Linked DNA regions of Mus musculus: regions 1 and 3 are each linked to region 2. The links are chromatin contacts, called in public Hi-C and HiCAR-type maps. All regions are on one chromosome and are shown on one strand. The core of a region is the stretch at or near the end of the contact, and the rest is flanking DNA. Distances in the headings are between cores, read along the strand shown.

What was found. Hi-C and Micro-C count contacts between places; a contact is called where the count stands out from the background. HiCAR-type assays count read pairs that join an accessible place to other places.
Region 1: a Hi-C map of muscle stem cells shows a contact between it and region 2, with 4 times the contacts expected there. The contact joins the promoter of Ankrd10 here to the promoter of 3930402G23Rik in region 2.
Region 3: a contact with region 2 is called in a HiCAR-type map of astrocytes, with 2.2 times the contacts expected there. The contact joins the promoter of Myo16 here to the promoter of 3930402G23Rik in region 2.

Annotation. Positions count from the first base shown.
Region 1 is chr8:11,633,753-11,637,797 of GRCm38.p6, reverse strand. It overlaps Ankrd10 (ankyrin repeat domain 10), which reads left to right and starts at 2,041. Exons shown (of 6, transcript NM_133971.3): 1 at 2,041-2,387. The coding sequence starts at 2,181. It overlaps Mir7238 (microRNA 7238), which reads left to right and starts at 2,062; the gene lies at 2,062-2,104.
Region 2 is chr8:10,927,017-10,931,095 of GRCm38.p6, reverse strand. It overlaps 3930402G23Rik (RIKEN cDNA 3930402G23 gene), which reads left to right and starts at 2,639. Exons shown (of 4, transcript NR_135302.1): 1 at 2,639-2,827; 2 at 2,988-3,076; 3 at 3,575-3,811.
Region 3 is chr8:10,152,658-10,156,783 of GRCm38.p6, reverse strand. Myo16 (myosin XVI) reads right to left here and starts at 2,873. Exons shown (of 35, transcript NM_001319151.1): 1 at 2,538-2,873.

The sequences.
Region 1 (4,045 bases), core at 792-3,291, 710 kb before region 2:
AACTATTACGCTGTGCTCTTGCCTCACCGATTATGAACTAGAGACAGACAGATGACGTCTCATATTTCCCACGCATTAGTCACTGCTCAGTGAATTAAACATCACACTTGTCTATGTAGACTGGAACATTTCTCAATATCACCTTCACAGGGAGTGTTTGTTATTTGAACGGATGGCTGTGTAGTGTGTTCACCCGGTTAACAATTCCCCTTTATCAATTGTCTGGTTTCTGATTACTTGTTTTATGCTACTTAATGTTGCAATGTAAGGTATGTAGCCTGGTGGCATATTTATAATCCCAGCAGCTGGGAGGATGAGGCAGGAGGATGATGAGTCCCAGGCCCCAGTTTCTGCAATACAGTAATTTTAATCTCTACTATGTAGCCTCCTCAAGGATAAACATACACAAGGAACAAATATATAGCAAAAGGGAAAAAGTAAAACTTCATTAAGTAAAAAGTAGAAGCTGGCCGGTGGTGGCGGCTCACGCCTTTAATCCCAGCACTTGGGAGGCAGAGGCAGGCGGATTTCTGAGTTCGAGACCAGCCTGGTCTACAACGTGAGTTCCAGGACAGCCAGGGCTATACAGAGAAACCCTGTCTCGAAAAAAACCAAAAAAAAAAAAAAAAAAAAGTAAAACTTCCATGAATAGTGTCTACTCCTTAATGGCTCAGTATGATTTTCAAATTTTATAGCCAGGAGGTGGTGGTGCTCGCCTTTAATCCCAGCAGAAGCAGGAGGATTTCTGAGTTCAAGGCCAGCCTGGTCTACAGAGTGAGTAGACCAGGCTGGGCTACACAGTGAAACCCTGTCTCGAAAAACCAAAATTAGAACAAAAAGAAAAAGAAAAAAGAAAAATTTCAAATTTTTTACAACCATAGCATTGTACCATTGGAAAGAGAATTTAGTAGTCAATTTTTCTAAAATTTCTTTCACCATGTGCCCAGCCTGCTCACGTGACTCATGCTTTACAGTTACAGACGCCAGGGCCTCTCGATTCTCTCTGGCATCCATTCCAATTAAGGCATACCGAAGTTAACTGGCTGCACCCTTGTTTTCGGGTTTTTAATGAGGAGCTGTGCTCCGCAGGCGCCCAATAAACACTAATTGGAGGAACTCAGGCAACCGCGGAAGCAGGCCAGGGCCGGCTGCCAGAGTCCTGAGTCCCCACTCGCGAGTGTGCCTGGCAGAGCAGCAGCTCTATTTAGAAGTAGCGCCTCAGGCATCGTCCTCAGCAGGAACCTGCGGCCGAGCTCCAACCGCTCCAGGTCACACCCACCAGCGCCAGGTCACGCCCAGCCGCCCCAGGAATCGACCAGAGCGCCGCTCCGCTCCAAATCCCAGACTCTCCTCCTTTAGTTAAGGCGTGGCTTTCAGCTGCCAATCACAGAGAGGCCGGCCTGGGCTTTGGCCTTGCCCCAGGCAAGGTTTACAGCCAGGGTCGTAGGCCTCCGGCTTCAGGCGAGGTCTCAGGCGCGGCCTCCTCAGGCTTCAGTCGCAGCCAAGTCTCCCCCCTCCTTTTTTTGTTTTGTTTTGTTTGTTTGTTTGTTTGTTTTTCGTGACAGGGTTTCTCTGTATAGCCCTGGCTGTCCTGGAACTGACTCTGTAGACCAGGCTGGCCTTGAACTCAGAAATCCACCTGCCTTTGACGCCCAAGTGCTGGGATTAAAGGCGTGCGCCACCACTGCCCGGCAAGTCTCGTCCCTCTAACCACACTAACGTGCAGGCCCACCCTCAACCCCTACACCTTCAGCGTTGGCATCAGTAGCGGCCTCCTCAAGCGGTGATCGCCTCCCAGCCCCTAACTTCACCACCAGACGCCTAAGGCGGCGTTCCTGCGCAGACCCTGAGAAGGCCCCGCCCTGCAGCCAAGGCCACGCCCTATCCCAGGCGCCAGCCTCAGCACCACCTGCGGGAGGCCCCACCCTATCCAGGCGCGGGCCTCGCCCCACCACGGGCGTCAGCAGCGGTCGGAGGCAGCGGACTGTTAGGCCCCACCCTCTCAAGGCGCAGGCTCCGCCCCGTGGCTCAGGTCCCGCCCTCAGTGCTCGCTGCGCTCGGATGCGGATGGGACGCGGCAGCAGCTCGCCTGTCCTTTGTGTTCGAGTGGCGGCAGCTTCGCAGGCCTTCACCGGCACATTCCTCTGGCCGATCAGTCGCGTGCTTCCTAGCGACCCATCATGTCAGCGGGAGCGGGCGCGGCCGTGGAGGCAGGCTTCTCCAGCGAGGAGCTGCTGTCGCTCCGCTTCCCGCTGCACCGCGCCTGCCGGGACGGGGACCTGGTCGCGCTCTGTTCGCTGCTGCCACACACGCCGCGCGCTCACCTGGCCGCTGAGGACTCCTTCTACGGCTGGACGCCCGTGCACTGGGCTGCGCACTTCGGCAAGGTGGGCGCGGGCACTTTAAGGCGCCATTTTCCGCGTGGTGTGCTGTTAGGGTCAGAGCGCACCCCACGGTGTCTGGAGAGCGCGGTCGGCAGCGGCAGCGCAACCCCTGAGAGTTCCAGGGCGCATGTGCGGTACCGCGCGGTCTGCGACCCAGGACGGTGGGGGGTGGGGGGCGCGGAAGCTGCTCAGACGCCGCGGGCGCCTCGAGGGCTTCAAGGCGCATGTGCGGCGGGCGGCGCGCGACCCAGGACCTCCGGGGGCGCGGGGAGTGTTGGGAGGCGGGGCGGAAATGGGGTCCGTCTCGCCGGCTCCCCCGAAGGATCCAGGGCGCATGTGCACACTTGTGGCTCTTCCGAGCGGGGCGGGCAGACTGCAGTTGAGGCCGTTTGCGCGGAGGCCGCCGGGCTTCGGGAATCGTGGCGAGGAGGAAACTGGGGGCCTCGCGCTTCTGTCTAATGGAAACCGGGTGCAGGGCCCCCTGAAGGCACGGAGGGATGGGCGCTGCCCTCGTAGCCGGGGGTGTCAAGTCTGCACCTGCTATGGCCGACGGCGGGGTCGCGGCCATGCCTATCGGCCCCCTCTCCACCGGGACCGTCCTGTGTAAGCTGCGCTAATTGGCCCCGTTCTCCTGGTGTTGAAAGGTGGCATGCAGTTGGGTGCAGGTAGTCGCTGGGAATCCACCTTCTCGTGGTCGCCTTAGTTAACCTGCACACAGAAGTGCTTCTGCGCCATAAAGCGGCAAAATTCACGCTGTACTGTTTACCAGAATTTGATCTAAAGCTAAAGGAGCATTTTCACGTCTACGGAGAACGAGTTGTAGACTTGACTTTGGAGACCAGTATTGTAGCGGAGGCGAGGACGTTGTAGTTCTGAGCTTTCCTATCTGAAACCTGGATGGTCTTAAGATACGGAACCATCTTGTTAACCCGTTCCAACTATTACGGAAAGCTCTTAGAGGCGAAAAGGCTGAGCCTTTCACCCCAGCCGGGCCATGTGTTACTGCTCTCCCTCCTGTAGGTTTCCAGCGTGTTTCCCTAGGTTGTACCTACCAGTGATGCTCAGGTTACCCAGTAATTTATGGGGCTTATTTATTCCCGGAAAACTGGCCATTGTGAAGGCTAACTATCTTGCTTTTACCAGATGCCCCATTTAAAAGGACCCTCCACAATTCCAAAGCCAGTTTCCTAGGTTGAACACGGCATAGCTAACAGGTTCAAATCCTGGCTCCACGTTAAAGGTTAACTAACTGCTTTTCTCTTGACACCTGTTCATCTTACTGCCACTTTGTACTTGTATGTTTCCCTTGGGAAATCTCACCAGCGATTACTTTTTGGTTTGGTTTGGTTTGGTTTGGTTTTCCGAGACAGGGTTTCTCTGTATAGCCATGGCTGTCCTGGAACTAACTTTGTAGACCAGGCTGGCCTGGAACTCAGAAATCCGCCGGTCTCTGCCTCCTGAGTGCTGGGATTAAAGGCGTGCGCCACCACCGCCTGGCCAGCCATCACTTTCTAACACTGTCCTAATGTCTGTTTGCTGTGGACTGTGCAAGTTTTGCAGCCTGCCGATCAATAAAAACTCAGAGAATCTGTGTTTATTGAAGTGACCAGTCCTTTGTAAGGACAAGCTTACCTTGCTTGGGGAGACAGATAGGAGGTTCG
Region 2 (4,079 bases), core at 1,390-3,889:
CAGCTTTGGTGTTTTGTAGAATCATCTACCTCCCCTGGCATCTCTTCTGCATCAGTGCCCACTTTCTAGCTGGTGTGTATATGTGGACTTTGCCACTCTTGGGCTATACGCTCCAGTGGCCAGGGCACATATTGCCGTTGCTTCATAGCAACATCCTTCCCACTCCAGATGTGTAAAAATAATAACCTGATAGCCCCGGGGACTCACAGATCCCACTCTGTTGTCTATGTCTCAGTGCAAGTTCATTTGTGGTTTTAGCATCTATGCAATAACATTAACAAAATCCAGAAGCCATATGCTGCTTTCACCTCTGCCTAAAATGTCTGAAGTGGAGGAGGCTACAGCCGTGGAAATTCATTGACGCAATGAACAGATGTCTATTAAATTCCAGGTATGTTCCAAGTATCGTGTGTTGACATGCCTTCCTGGGCCTCCCCAAGGCCCTGTCCTCAAGAACAATGTAACCTGGATTAGGAAGACAGGTCAGATGATTCTAAATGATGAAACTGCATAGGTCAGAGCAGCAAGAGGATAAGGCCAGGTAAGGTGAGGCCAGGTAAGGGGGGTGTTTCCTGCTGTCCTGGGACGTGGAAACTTAGATGGAGCTGTCAGGGAAGGCTTGTTTGAACACTCTGACAGACGAGGAGAGTTCATATTTTATGTTGTGAGTGTCAGGGGCACGGTGGAAAAGGATATATTTGAAATGTAATTTATACATGACATTTGTGTGAGTCATTGAATGTGACTAAACTATTTTTTTCTTGGCCCTACGTTATAACACTTCTAGAGATGATGGTGAAATTAATTGAAGAATGAGACAGAATATTTATAGCAAAGCTCACATTCATTCATTCATTCATTCATAAATCCACAGTAGATAGCTTAACTCTCTCTGAATCCATCTTAACTCTCTCTCTCTCTCAACACAAATTCTTTATTTAACAGTTTCGGGTCATCCCATGGGCTAAGTGGTAGAGATCCAGGACCCAGCAGCAAGGTCAGGGCAATCTGTGAGCTTCTCTTTCTGACTGCAGTAGGGTGAGCACATCACCCTCTGGAACAGGACTTTTTGACATTTCAGATGATAGAGTGGCTGGTGTCATCCATAAATTCCACTTGTACCTGCATGCACTGTCCCTGAGAACTAGTCCTGCCCAGCACTTTGGTTACCCTAGCCAGCTTGATCGGCTGCACCAGACTCTTGTCCTCAATGATGGAGATCTTGTGGAGACTCCATCTTAACTTTCACCTAAGAATCAGAGTACCTAGTGTCAACTTGTCAAACATGTCTGGGTGGATCCTCTGTCCTTAGCCCCCATCTCACCCACTGAGATGGTGTTTGGCTCTTGACTTTGGTCAATCTCTTTGATGGATCCTTCTAACTTTACTCAGTGTCTTGATTGTGACTAATTGATGCCTTAAGACACCAAATTCGTAACGTAGTGTACTGTTCACCAGCACAGCACTGCAGTTATAAAGCATAACATGTTTGTTTACAAAACAAATAGAGTTAAAACATGTAAGGCCATTGCATACCTGGATTCATATGCAGTTGTAGGAACAACACGAATCGACCCTGTGCCAAGTTTCTCCCAAGGGGGAGGGTTTGGAAAGCCATGGCACACAGATAGTACACAGGTTGTGCAAAGGGGCCACACTGTGGGTACCTGTACCTCGTATTTGGTTCTCTTTCCTGTGTGGGTTCACTTATCCGGTGTTCTGACAACACCAAGCCCTATCACACACACCCCCCTCCCAATCCTTCACTCCTGGAAAGTGTAATATGTCTTACACTTCTAAAATGGTTTCATTTTAAAAGTAGTGACCGAGATGGGTCTAGAGAGAAGTCTCAGTGGCTAGAAGGTTAAGCACACGATGCTATTCTTACAGATGATCGGGGTTCAGTTCCCAGAACCCACATCAGGTGGTTCACTGCTCCTTGTAAGCCCAGTTCCAGGGGATCCAAAGTTGTCTTTCAGAGTGAGTTCACAGGTCTTAAAGGACCCAAGAGGCAAGGCTGGGAATGTCGGGGAGCTGGAAGTTTCTGGCAGGGTTCCCACTGTCCTGGGAAGTGCTTTGTCTCCTTCTTGTCAGGGCAGCTTGGATGCCTTGAGAACAGCCCAGGGGACTGCCTGAGCTTGGGGAGAGCTGAGGCTCCATTGTCTACTGGCACCCCCCTTTCCTTTAGGCTTTCATCACAGACTCAGGGTGGTACTCACTAGGCCATCAAACTGTCTCCCCCTAGGTCTGTCCTAGGTTTCCAAGCAACAAGGAGATGCTTGGGCTTTTCCGCACTGTTTACGGAGGTGGACATCTGGGACGAGAGCCGAGGGCTCTGCCGTCATCAGGGCTCGGACCGACGTGCACACCCTGGGACGCAAAGCCAGCTTACCCAGGTTGGGAAATCAGCTTGTCCACAGAGCCAGATCCCCCTGGCAACGATCCCTCCCCTATAGACAGAGAAAGGCAAAGCCCCTGAGAGGAGCTCAGCGGAAAGTACATTTCATTGAGCCGGGGCTTGGTTACAAAATAGATAAACTTGCACCGTTTCCAGGCCAACGGGATTCAAGCTGCCGAGATGTTGACCAAGTTGGCCCTGCCTTCTGGAAGTCTCTGGCTCCACCGGAACGAGCTGTTTCATTGGGATAAGACCTCAAAGGGGAATGTGTGAGTGAGCCAGGAAATGAGTCGAACCAGGTCCCCCCAGAACATTTGATTGTAGTCCTGGGCATCCATCCAAATCCCAGGGGCCTTTGCCCCAGAAGAGATCATGGCTTACTGGTGACGCTGAATAGAGGTCATGAGCACAGTGTGACGAAGAAGCCAGGTGGGAGTCCTTGCTTCGATGCCCCTCTATAGGTTTTGTTACCTTTGTTAAGACGTAAATCATTCGATGTGGTGGGACCCGGCATGACTGTTTTCAGACTGTTCACAGAGCTGTGTAGTTGACACCGCAATTCAGTTTCAGAACGTTTTCCTTTTATCAGGCCAGGAGGAAACCCTGCATTCATGAAGTCACCCACAGTTCCATCTACTCCAGCCAACACCAGGATGCTTCACACCCATGGACGTGAAGGTACGTGGATTCGATCCCTTATGGGTGATTCATGCTTGCCTCCTGTGCCAGTGTGTTTGTGACTGCGTAATATTTTTGTACCTTCATTTTTAAAATCAGAAGTACAAACAACAAACGATCAAACGGAAGATGGTGGCCTTGATCATGCCAGCCCTGACGTAACAATGCCTAACTATAGATCACAATCCCTTTTGTGGCTTTGTTGAGTACCCCTTATTCGTTTATGCTGCACCTGGAGTTCACTCTCCTGCTGCTTGAGTGTGCTTGGCTAGCACTCTGGACTGTGTGTCTGCCACAGGTCTGCTTTGTCAGGTTATGTCTTTGGCTCATGAGTTTCTGAGCTCACTGTTGAGGGTTTGGGAGCATCTGGGTCTTGGGCAGTTCCAGTGAGAGGCTGATTATGCGTGTGGCTGTGAGTTCTTGGACTCAGTGTGAGAAGACTCCATCTTTAGCTTCAACTATTTGTTGAGAGAACACATCTATGTTCTCCCTCTATAGAGCTGCAGTCCTGTCACCCAAGGAACTGAACTGAGTAGCCAATGGCTCCATGCCACTGACAATTTATGGCGGAGGCAAGGATTCTACTTGGACATAGCAGGAGCAATACTAAGCCAGTGCCACCTCCCAGTGAGGCCTCCCATGGGCTCAGTCAAAGCACAGTATCATGGAGCCAAGTGGAGGACAGGCAGAGTCAGCCTGTCCTGTGAGTCCCAGTGGATTCCCTGGGTGGCAAAGGTACTACCACACGTTGCAGTTAGACCCTTGGGAGTCTCAGAGGAACTAACACGACCTCACTTTCCCCCAGATGTAGGGCTTCAGGAGCCTGCATAGAATACAGGAGGGGAGGGTGGAGCCCTCAGCACAGGATACCCAGCCTTTATGTCTCACGGGGTCAGGAGAGCAGGGTGCACAGGATCCTTGCTGCAGTAGCCTTACATTTCCCCATGAAGCTTGCAGGAAATTTGCAGACTCCCTAGTGTTGTGTTCCCTGCTCTCAGACCCG
Region 3 (4,126 bases), core at 1,624-4,123, 770 kb after region 2:
GCACATGATCAAATTGTATGCTGGATTATGTCAATGCCATGACCTTGCCCTCTTGAAGTTCACATCAAGCACAATGGAAATCGTGAAGAAAATGAGTCGTGCCAAATACAGGCCAGAATGTATAAAAAGGAAGTGGCCAGAAGGATGCCTGAGGACAGAGGAGGTGAGTGAGCAATGTCCCATTCCACTCAAGCAGGATTCCTGCCCTGCTGCTTTGTCCTCCTGATCATGTCATTAAGCCCCTCCCATTTCCCACAGCTCTAATACACCAGGCAGAGGGCAACAGTGGGACTCAGTACATCCACACACATCTAGCTGGTAATTAAAAACAAAACAAATAAACGAAACTGCCCAAGTCCTCTGAGTATTAGATGCTTCCTGGATAGTAGTAGGAGCCTGAGACCATCACTTTCAGGATTCCTTCATACATATTGTCTGTCACTGGCTCACATTCCCTTCTGTGATGCCACCTGCAAAGGGCAGACACCTGGTCGAGGTGCTCAGCAGAGCACAGACTCTAAAAGAAATACTATTCTTCCTTCAGATAGCTGAAATCTGGTGCAATTTCCTCACACGTGTATCTGATTATTTTTGCACACTCACTCTCTGCAAGCTATGTATGTACAGAAACACACACATATGCATACATGCACACACCCATGCACATATTTGAGTTCCATGTGAATTCTGGGCCTGGATGTGGCAGGACATGGCAACTTTTCCTTCAGACGTGTTCCCATTTTTGTTCAGTCTCCTTCGAGACCATTCCTGCCCTGCTGAAGGCCTGTGCCCCACAGAGGGCTCCCGTTCCATAGACATTCCCTTTCATCTGTACAATATGGAATTGCCCACAGATCATATTAACGACTTGGTGTTGCAGGCCCTGGAGTATCTGTCTTGACACATTCCCAGACTGTGGGGAAAGGGTGTCTTTACAGAACAAAGTGCAAACACAAGACGCTTCAGCTGTGTTAGTGTGCACGGAGCACATAGGCTCTTTCTGTCACAGCTGTCCCACTTCTCTCAGGACACAGATGAACTTAACCATTGCACTGGGCTCTCGAGATGACACTTTCGATTAAAGTAATTATTCCTTTAGTAAACAAATATTACATTCTAAATGATGTTAATGGTATTAATTCTTTCTACAGAGCACTGGCATGTATTCTGGCTGCCACAAAATCCACCAAATATAAGTCTTGTGGGCTCACATTCGTCTCCCCCTTCACTCACCATAGAAATGTTAAAGTTAACTGTCCATCACTGGTACCTCTGTAATATTAACAACTGAACCCTTTAAATATACCAAGAGCAAACTTGAAGCAACTCTGGCTCTGTAAGGAACCTGCAGAGGTCCCTCCTGAGCCTGGCTTTCATTCCAAGATCTCATGGGTGACTTTGATGCCTACCCTGATTCTAAACTAAATGTTTCAGGACAGGCATGACAGGGTGACAAGAGCATCACAGACCCTGGCAGTAATGTGGGACAACTGTCATCCTGGCAGGACACCAGAGACTTCCCATGACTCTCAAAGAAAGTCCTACTTAAAGCGTCTCAGAAACACATGACACGTGCATGCATGTGTGCGTGCATGCATGCGTGCGTGCGTGCCTGTGTACACACACACACACACACACACACACACACGCGCGCGCGCGCGCGCGCTCGCACCTTGCACATACATGAGGGTAAAGACTGGTCCTTACACCGTCCTTTTTGTGGCGAGCACAGAACAGCCAGGTCTTGCTTGACCTGGCTTTTTGATGGCTTCTAAAGTGATCAATAGTCCCTTCAGGTGACAAGTGTTGAACACAAAGTCTTAACACACTGACCCCAAATCCATTCTGAGCCACAAGTGAGGAAAAGGCACAGATAGCTGGCCAGGTCTCTGAAAATCACTATTTCCTTTCAGAAGATGTTGAAGGTGTCCAAGAGACTAGTTAAAAGGAGGGCTTCTGCCTATCGAGGTGTTTAAGAAAGGAAAGGCAGCCTTTGTGGTCCTGGGACGCACAGAGCTGTAAGTCCTGACCTGCCCCTCACTTTGTCCCTGGCCTTAAGACAATGGGAGGTTGAGGCCAAGGGTCAGAGGGATATGTGCAAGAGGCGCCAGCTGGCAAGCTCTTGCCAGCATCATCTTTGTTCTCCCAAGTCTCATTTCCATCCCCAGAGAAGAGGAAGAAGTGCATCCCATCGCCCGGGAGCCTTTGCATAGGTGACAGCGCCACATCTCCCATGGCAACTAGAGGTTTCTTTCTACAAATTGCCAAATTTGCCTCCTTGTGGTTAAATCCAGAGTTCTAAGAAAGATTCTGGTCTTGGCCTCCTTTCCCACATCCCAAAGGTGGCAGGGTCCTTGCTGGAAAGGAATTAGAAACCGCTTCACCACTCCTCATGCCCCACGCCCCATGCCTGTCCAGCGCTCACTACAGCAGCTGGGACAAGCGCTGGCGACCCTGCGTGGTCCCTTCATGCTACAGGACCCGGAACCTCGGATTCTCCAAGTTCCCTACATGAGACACCCTGCCGCCGACCCTACCTGACGAAGAACGATCCCCGGTGCCCCGGGATCCAACAACGGACGGTCCCGGCGGTTCTGCTCTGCTCCTGGACGCCGGGTCACGGAGCAGACTGGCGGAGATGTGCTGCGCTGAGACGCGATGGGGACCCCGACTCCACCCGTTGGCAGCTCGCAGCCCCCGCCCCTCGGGCCGCAGCCGCGTCCCTGCCACTCGGTCCGAGCTCCGCCCCTCTCCCTACACAGTCCACAGCTGGGTTCCGTCCCTTCTGGTCCTCCTGGTTCCTTTGGGTCTCCACGCAAGAACAGGGCGGTCGCCTGGTCCTGGCGCCCTCCCGCCTCCCCGCCGCGCCCCGCGTCCCTCCCTCCTTCTCACGCGCTCTCACGCGTTCGCGGAGACCGCGCCTCCCAGGCTGGCTCTGCTACCCTCCCTCGGGGTCCTATCCCCTCCCCTTCTCCAAGGATGTGAGAAAGGGTCTAGCGCTTCAAACTTTTCCGCCCAGACTTCTGTAAGACCGCAGGGAACCGGATGGCAATGTGCACTGCACAGGGGCTCCCCTCGGACATCCCACCAGAACAAAGGCCATGCAGTCCTGGCAACTGTGGCAATTGTCCAGACAGAATGGGTGACCAATTTTAAAGCTACAGAAGCCAGTACAGTCTTCTATGTCTCTGCCATTAGATATTCTGCCTTAATAGGCTTGAAATTGGGAGTTTGGGCGCAGGACATTAGGAAAGCATGCCAGGACTGTAATGCATTCATTTGCCGTGACAAAATACAAGATGTGCCTGCCCCCTTAAAATTTGGTTTTGTGTCAGCTCTGTAAAGTTTGCTTGTCTGTATTTTACCAAAAGTGGAGAATGTTCTGTTAATTCTGGGATGGTGTGTGTGACTCTCTCTCTCTCTCTCTCTCTCTCTCTCTCTCTCTCTCTGTGTGTGTGTGTGTGTGTGTGTGTGTGCATGCACATGCACCCAGAGACCAGCACCGTATCAACGGGCACATGGATAAATGAGTGTGTAACTCAGGCTAGTTCTTGGACACATGCGGATAAACAGTACAGCACAAGCCCATATGACAACGGAGAAACTGCAGATAACTGGACTTAGTACACATTTTACACTTTGCATGTAGGTGTTATTCGAAACGGAGTTGGGTCTTTTAAAAGATGATCTAGGAATGTGGAGATAGATTCAATTAAACAGTTGAATTACCATTAAAACTATGGGGCGGGGGGCAGGAGGAGGTCTGTCTTTAAAAGTTCACTAAGCAGGAAACCTGAATTCAAATTCCACCTCCTAGAATCCATGTGAGAAGTCAAGTGTAGTTTAACCCCCCCCCCCCACACACACACACAATTACTACGAGGCTTGCAACCAACAGTAGCCAATATGACAAGCCTCAGGACAATAAGAGACCTTATTGTAAATAAGTGGACAGGGGAGACACCCGGAGTTGTCCTCTAGCTCCACATGCTCATGCATGTGCCCACACACACACCATGCACACAGAGCATACCCCACATGAAGCTCATGGGGTGTTGATATGGAGATTTTTTTCAATATATAAAGAAAGACTGGATGTTTAGTTATTTAAAGATAACTTGTAAAA